2 separate regions of the Sus scrofa genome follow, and region 2 is linked to region 1. A link is a contact called in public HiChIP or PLAC-seq data. All regions are on one chromosome and are shown on one strand. The core of a region is the stretch at or near the end of the contact, and the rest is flanking DNA. Distances in the headings are between cores, read along the strand shown.

Region 1 (3,987 bases), core at 748-3,247:
GAGTTCCCTCTGTGGCAGTGCGGGTTCAATCCCTATCCTGGCAGCATGGGATAAGGATCTGGTGTTGCCACAGCTGTGGCATAGATCACAGCTGCAGCTCAGATTTGACCCCTGGCCTGAGAACTTCCATATGCCACAGGTGTGGCATAAAATAAAATAAATTCAGGGGTTCCCGTCATGGCGCAGTGGTTAACGAATCTGACTAGGAACCATGAGGTTGTGGGTTCCATCCCTGGCCTTGCTCAGTGGGTTAAGGATCTGGCGTTGCCGTGAGCTGTGGTGTGGGGTTGCAGACGCGGCTCGGATCTGGCGTTGCTGTGGCTCTGGCGTAGGCCAGCAGCTATGGTTCCAATTCGACCCCTAGCCTGGGAACCTCCATATGCCTCAAGAGCAGCCCAAGAAATGGCAAAAAGACAAAAAAAAAATTAAAAATAAAAATAAAACATTGAGCTTGTGGCAGTTTGTTACAGCAGCCATAGGACACTCAACTTTCTCAAGTAGCCCCTTCTCATCACTTTGTTACCCTGTTGTTTTGTCTTCAAATCACTTACCAGGACCTGAGTTTTTGTGTGACTGTGTTTATTGTCCATCAGTCCCACTACACAGGCAGTGATCTCCAGGGGGGCAGAAATCTTATGTCTTGTTCTCTGATGTGTCCCCAGTGACCAAGCACATCTCTGATACAGAGCAAACATTTGTAAAAGGAAGGGGGAGGCTAGGGAAGGGATGGCCTCTTTAGAAAGATGAACACAGGAGTTCCCGTCGTGGCGCAGTGGTTAACGAATCCGACTAGGAACCATGAAGTTGCGGGTTCGGTCCCTGCCCTTGCTCAGTGGGTTAACGATCCGGCGTTGCCGTGAGCTGTGGTGTAGGTCGCAGACGCGGCTTGGATCTCGCGTTGCTGTGGCGTAGGCCGGTGGCTACAGCTCTGATTCGACCCCTAGCCTGGGAACCTCCATATGCTGCGGGAGCGGCCCAAAAAATAGCAACAACAACAACAAAAGACAAAAAGACAAAAAAAAAAAAAAAAAAAGAAAGATGAACACAGAGGCAAGCAATAGGGAGACATAAGGGAGTAAATATGTGTGTAGGAGGGAAGACTGGCTGTAGTACAATGGGATCAGTGGCATCTCTGAAGCACCAGGATGCAGGTTCAACCCTTGGGCCTCCACAGTGGGTTAAGGATCCTTCATCGCCACAGCTGAGGAACAGATCGCAGCTGTGGCTCCCATTCAATCCCTAGCCCAGGAACTTCCACATGCTGCTGGTGTGGCATGGGAAATAACAAATAGGAGTTCCTGTTGTGGCTCAGTGGTAACGAATCCGACCAGTATCCATAAGGATGTGGGTTCGATCCCTGGCCCCACTCAGTGGGTTAAGGATCCAGCATTGCCATGAGTTGAGGTGTAGGTCGCAGACAATGCTGGGATCTGGCGTTGCTGTGGTGAAGGCCGGCTGTTGCAGCTCGGATTGGACCCCAGGCCTGGGAAGTCCATATGCCTCAGGTGCGGCCCTTAAAAAACCAAAAAGAGGAGTTCCTGTTGTGACGCAGCAGAAACGAATCTGACTAATAGCCTTGAGGTTTCAGGTTCCATCCCTGGCCTCCCTCAGTGGGTTAAGGATCTGGCATGGCTGTGAGCTGTGGTGTAGGTCGCAGACGCGGCTTGGATCCTGCGTTGCTGTGGCTGTGGTGTAGGCCAGCAGCTGTAGCTCCGACCTGACCCCTAGCCTGTGAACTATATGCCGCGGGTGCGGCGCTAGGAAGAAAACCAAAAAAACAAAAACGAAAACAGGGAATGCCGTGACCGGCAGCCCCATCGCCTCTAGGGGGCGCAACGCCTCCTTGAAATTTCAAATCCTGACCAACGCCGGAACCTCTGATGAGCGCCCCCAGGGTTGCAACCAGGGAGGGAAGACCGAGGGACTCGGATGTTGACAGGCGGAAGCTGGAGCCAATGATAAAGGCAAGCTGTATATGCTGCAGCCAATAACAGCGGCTGAAGGAGTGGCGTAAGCGGAAATACAAAGGACAGACGGTCGGGAAAGTTCGATAAGCACCGAGCCTAACCAGTACTCTCGTGCTTGTGAGAAGACTAGGAGGCAAAGATGTCGGAGCGAAAAGTTTTAAACGTAAGTGTTGGGCGACTAAGGCTTTCCACCAGTGGTGGGACCTCTCGTAGCCAACGGAAGTGGGCTAATTATACTCTTCTAGTGGGACCTTTGCCTTCTTCCCAACGGTCTGCACACTCCTCCCAATCACCTTCCGCGGAGGGTGGGCCTTCAGCTAAACCTCATCCTGGAGCCTGGAGTGTACCCCATCACCTTTGGGGGCGGAGCTTGGGCGTATTTACCAGATCTCTTCTCCTGATTGGATCTTCTGAAGGGAATTATCCAATCACTTTCCTTGGGGCGGAGCTATTTTAAAATCGTGGTATTTCAGCTCTAAGCACCGCCGGCAGGGGGTCTATTTTAGCCAGTTCTGATCTTTGGGAAGGGTTAGGCTTATCTAAATTCAGCGTGCGGCTGGAGACCTTTCCAGTTGCCTTAAGTCTGCCAGCTCTTTTGGGGAAAAAAAAAATCATTCCCTAACAGAACTGGTGTGTGTGTTGAGGGGGGCGGGGTCTGGAAAGCAGCATTCAGCTTCTAGAGAAGAAAACTCCGGAATTCTGAGTCCCTGTCCCCCACCGTCTAAGAGGGTGTGTGCTCCCAGGTAAGGAGTGAGCTCACCGGCCTGGGAGTGTGTAAACCCAGGATGTCAGGAAGGAGTAGAGAAGAGACCTCCAGACTGATGGCTCCGAGCCCAGGTTTCCAAGGTCAGTTTGATGTCTCTTTCCCTAACTCGGTGCTCTAATCTTTTAAACACCTGTGGTAAGAATCCAGCCACTGGAGTTTCTGTTGCAGCTCAGCGGCTTAAGAACCCAGCTAGTGTGCATGAGGATGCGGGTTTGATCCCTGGCTTCACTCAGTGGGTTAAGGATCCGGCATTGCTGCAAGCTGCGGCGTAGATGAAGGATGCGGCACAGATCGCAGATACAGCTCTGATTTGGCAGCTGCAGCTAGGATTTGACCCTTAGCGCAGGAACCCCCATATGCTACAGGTTTGGCACTAAAAAAAAAAAGAAAGAAAGAAAAAGAAAAATCCAGCCCCAGTCACCTCACATTCCAGGACTTCATATGGGTGAAAGTTCTTCCATCCTGAGGATCTAGCTGGGAGGCCATCTATTCCCATAACTTTCTGGTAAATACTTGTGTTTGCCAGGTACTGCTCTAAGTGCCATATTCACGAAGTCCTTGCAGGTGAACAAGTTATCCCTCCATCAGATGAGGAAACTCAGGCCCAGAGAGATTATGTAATAGCCAGAGAGTGGTGGAGTCAAACCCAGTACCCCCAGCTCTGTAATGTGTGCTCTTAATCATGATACCAGTTTCCCCAAAGTCGTGTCCCTGGCTTTGCTTCTCACACTGTGTGACCTTGAGTAGCTGAAACCACCAGGATTCAGTTTCCTATGGGTACTCTGCTGTCTGTCTCAGGTCTTTGCAGGGATTGCATAAAACAAGGGATGTAAAGCTCTAAATAGTATGTGGCACCTCGTAAGTGCTCAGAGCTCAAAGTGCTTTATTTTCTGTTTATCCTGCGTGGTGATTTTTAAACATAATCCAAACTCACCTTCCCCACACTTTCCATCTCAGGCTCCTGTGCAGAAAGAGTTAATGCGACAGGCCTGAGGCTGCTGTCCTTAGAAAGGCCTGCTTGTGAGGAGTCCCCGTTGTGGCTCAGCAGTAGTGTACCCGACTAGTGTCCATGAGGTTGTAGGTTCGATCCCTTGCCCTGCTCAGTGAGTTAAAGATCCGGCGTTGCAGTGAGCTGTGGGGTAGGTTGCAGATGTGGCTTGGATCTGGCGTTGCTGTGGCTGTGGTATAGGCTGGCAGCTACAGCTCTGATTCGACCCATAGCCTGGGAACTTCGTATGCCCTGGGTGAGGCCCT
Region 2 (3,987 bases), core at 493-2,992, 400 kb before region 1:
CTACAATTTGCCAAGCATGCCCTACCACCCCCTACTCCTTGCAGAGAATTCTCATGAATGTCTCCCTTCCCCCAGTATCTGGAATCTCCTCAAAGCCAACCTCAGAGCCTCTATAGAAACAACTTCTTTCTGGCAAACTTTTTGCCAGATTTTGGGAACTTGAGTTGGGCCAATCTGAAGTCCCTAAGTCCCTGGGGCCAGGGTGGGTGGGACACTCACCCTCCTGGAGGGCAGGGTATGAAGCCAGGGTCTCGGGACTCTGGAAGAAGATAGAAGAGGGACAGGCCTGAGTCCTCCTTCTTGGCTTCCAGCAGTGGAGGTGGCCTCAGGGGCAGGGCAGGCTCTACCTTGACATTGGCAGGTGGCTCTTCAGGAGCAACCAGAGGTACTGTCTCCAGCCAGGGTTCCGGGGAGCTGCTTGAACTCCCACTGCCACCCCGCTCAGCAGAGGCTCCCTCAGCCCACTCCTGAGGGCCAGCATCTTCCTCTGGGTCCTCAGGGGGCTGCAACAGGCGAGGAGCAGGGTCCAGAGGTTCCTGGGGACACAACTGGGAAGGAGGGCACTCATCTTGCTGCAAAAGGCTCAGCAAGTCATCGCGGCCAGCCTCAGCAGACAAGAGCCCATGGGCATCGGTGATGTCCTGTGAGGCCAGACCATGGCCAGTGGCAATGTGCAGGGGACATGGGGCTCCATCTGGGGACAGGCCCACCAGATCACCTGGCAGAGCTTCAAACTGTTGTACCAGGTCCTGAATATTTAGCCCATCAAGTTCCATTTGACTCAGGCTGCTATGGCCTCCTGGCGCTGGGTCCCACTGGCAATCAGAGGAGAGATCCTGAGAGGGCAAAAGTGTATCCTTGGGTTCCTCCAACTCCATGGCTGGAGATCCTGGAGGAGGTTGGGAGGCTGGAGATCCTGGAGGAGGTTGGGAGGCTGTTAGGAATTCCATGCCAGGACCCCAGGCTCAAGCCAGCATCTGAAAAATAGAATCAAAGATGAGATTTCCTGGGTACCAACCTGTTACTAGGTGCTAGCTGGGTGCTGTTCATACAGGACACACAATGTAATCCCCGCCATACCCTCCAATGAAGGCTTTGCTATGATCCCCATTTTACAGATAAGGAAACTGAGGGCAGAAGGAGCAGTTTTAAGGCAGAGGTTCCCCATCCCTCTCACTACAAACCCCAGGGGATTCTTAGGTACCTGTTACCCCAGACCTCACCCCTTCCACGGACGATGTTCATCCCAGCCCTGGTTCTTCCAAGTCTTCCTCCCCAGACTGGAGACACACCCTTACCATACAGACTAGACAGGTAGAGGTCTCTGAGACCCGGGATTCAAGACCCCAAACTTCAAACTTAATACTAGAGCTCCAATACGCCAAAAAGCAGACTTTCATCTCAAGACCTCCAATGCCATGCTCAAGATTGACCCCAGGCTCGGACCTCGACCTCAGACCCAGCCTGAAGACATAACTTGACTCTAAAGCGGAGAACTAAGTACCTGTTCTCGCTCAGACCCCAGACTCAAGACTTCAGACCTGTGACCTCAGGCGCTGTCCCCAGACCTCGCTCTGCCCCTCCAGGATACTCACGTCCCAAACCGAGGTGGTCTCAACCCACGAGGCCCCCAGGACCCTGCGCCAGAGTTGGTCCAGTCCTGCCAGGCGCCGCCGCTTGCCAATTCCCAGACAGGGCGCCGGCAGATCTGTCCGCGCAGTCCTCCTGGATCACTGGGCATGCGCACGTCCCCGGGGCTTGCTGGGAAATGTAGTTCTGACCCTCCGCGAGGGGGCGCTAGATGTTGGGGCCGCTAGTTTGAATCCCAGACTTCCATTTACCCAGAGTGAAACCCAAGAGCTGGCCTCTGAGGCTTTTTTCCTCAACTGCAATATGGGGTTAAAAAGAACGCTGATTGTGGAGTCCCCATCCTGGCTCAGCGGAAACGAATCTGACTAGCATACATTGGGGACGCGGGTTCCATCGCAGGGTTAAGGGTCCGCCGCTACAGCTCGGATTTGACCCCTAGCATGGGAACCTCCATATTCCGCTTGTGCCCTAAAAAGAAAAAAGAAAAGATGGAGTTCCCGTCGTGGCTCAGTGGTTAACGAATCCGACTAGGAACCATGAGGTTGTGGGTTCGATCCCTGGCCTTGCTCAGTGGGTTAAGGATCCGGCGTTGCTGTGAGCTGTGGTGTAGGTTACAGAAGTGGCTCGGATCCCACGTTGCTGTGGCTCTAGCGTAGGCCGGCGGCTGCAGCTCTGATTCGACCCCTAGCCTGGGAACCTCCATGTGCCATGGGAGCGGCCCAAGAAATGGCAAAAAGGAAAACAAAAAAAAAAAAAAAAAAAGAAGAAGAAGAAAAGAAAAAAAGCACTGCTTGGGAGTTCCCTAGTGGTCTAGTGGTTAGGACTCAGCGTTGTCGCTGCTGCAGCCAAAGTTCAAATCCATAGTCTGAGAACTGAGATTCCGCATGCTGGAGCCAAAAATCAAAAGTGTGGCTCAGCTAGATCTGGCAGTTGTCACTGATGTGGCTCGTGGCTCTGGTTACCACTGTGGTGCGGGTTTGATCCCTGACCCAGGAACTTCCACATGCCACCGACACTAAAAAAGAAAGAAAAAGATGAAGAAATGAGACTGGGAGTTGCCATTGTGGCTCAGTGGTAACGAATCAGACCGACTGGCATTCTGGGCCTCACTCAGTGGGTTAAGGATCCAGCGTTGCTTTAAACTGTGGTGTAGGCCACAGGTGTGGCTCAGATCCTGTATTGCTGTGGTGTAGACTGGCAGCTACCACTCGATTTGACTCCTAGCCTCGAAATGTCCATGTGCCATGGGTGGGGCCCCTAAAAAGACAGGGGAAAAAATGAAGAAAGAAAGAAATGAGACTGGAAAATCCTAAACTAGCGTTAAGAGATTCTCTCAATTCCAGGGACACTGGAAGCAGGGCAGGGACCATACTGTGGACGGACTTTAGCTCACAGTAGGGAGGGTTAGGGTTAGCAGAATGGCTCACCTGTCTTAACGTTACCTCCCTGAGCTTCTGGCTTCCTTAATTGTAAACTGAGGATGATAAAATACATACCTACCTCCTAATCATGAGAATTAAACAAAATCGAGCTGATTATGGATTTAGCAATAGGGTTGGGACATAATGAGTCTAATATATGTCAGCTTTTATTACCTTCAGGTTTTCAGTAATTGCTCATTGAATAGAATCAGGAATGTATAAGGTGTGATACTTAAGGGAAGTGATAAGAAACCAAAGGACAAGAAGTCAAGGAAACATCCTTTGAATCAAGGAAAACCTACTGTATAGTACAGGGAGCTACATTCAATATCTTGTAATAACCTGTAATGAAAAAGAAGCTAACAAAGTATACATACATGTGTAACGATCCCTTTGTTATACAGCTGAAAAAAACACAACATTGTAAATCAACTATATTTTAATAAAAGTTTTTAAAAAAATCCACATCCTTTGAAAGTCCCCTCCTGCAGTAAACTAGGGATATCTATAAAAGTTTAAAGCAGTCAAAATAAATGTTGCCCTAAGACAAAATACTACGCTCCCCATAAATCGCTAGGAGCCTACAACTCCCAGGCACCCTTCGGTCGCTGACGTATTCCGGAAACGTGCACGTGCGGGCAGTCGGCATAGGTCATGGCGGCCAGACGCCTTTTCGGGGCTGCCCGTAGCTGGGCCGCCTGGCGGGCCTGGGAGCTCTCAGATGCCGCCGTTTCTGGGCGACTCCATGTACGAAATTACGCCAAAAGACCGGGTGAGCTGGGTTACGAGAGACCAAGACGGCAGTGGTGGGAACATTGGGAAGTTGGTAGTGCGCAAGCGCGGGTTGGGGAGGCGCGTCCTAGAATCAGCACGCAAGCTCAGAGGCCGCTGCTTAGCTCTGTGCAGGCGCAGTTCGAGGTACCTGGGCGCGATTGCAGTCAGTGCGCCGGCACCAGCGTGAAGCCCCTAAGGCTGT

The links. HiChIP or PLAC-seq counts read pairs in DNA pulled down with a chosen protein or histone mark.
Region 2: a contact with region 1 is called in an H3K27ac HiChIP or PLAC-seq map of alveolar macrophages. The contact joins the promoter of APBA3 here to the promoter of CCDC94 in region 1. A contact is called at or near these places in 1 of 47 Hi-C or Micro-C datasets (liver) and 1 of 2 datasets of contacts at active chromatin or transcription factors (alveolar macrophages).

Annotation. Positions count from the first base shown.
Region 1 is chr2:74,526,343-74,530,329 of Sscrofa11.1, reverse strand. It overlaps CCDC94 (coiled-coil domain-containing protein 94), which reads left to right and starts at 1,997. Exons shown (of 8, transcript XM_013994769.2): 1 at 1,997-2,130. The coding sequence starts at 2,107.
Region 2 is chr2:74,927,832-74,931,818 of Sscrofa11.1, reverse strand. APBA3 (amyloid beta A4 precursor protein-binding family A member 3) reads right to left here and starts at 1,742. Exons shown (of 14, transcript XR_002341692.1): 1 at 1,596-1,742; 2 at 348-977; 3 at 220-259. It overlaps MRPL54 (39S ribosomal protein L54, mitochondrial), which reads left to right and starts at 3,623. Exons shown (of 3, transcript XM_003123056.5): 1 at 3,623-3,783. The coding sequence starts at 3,666.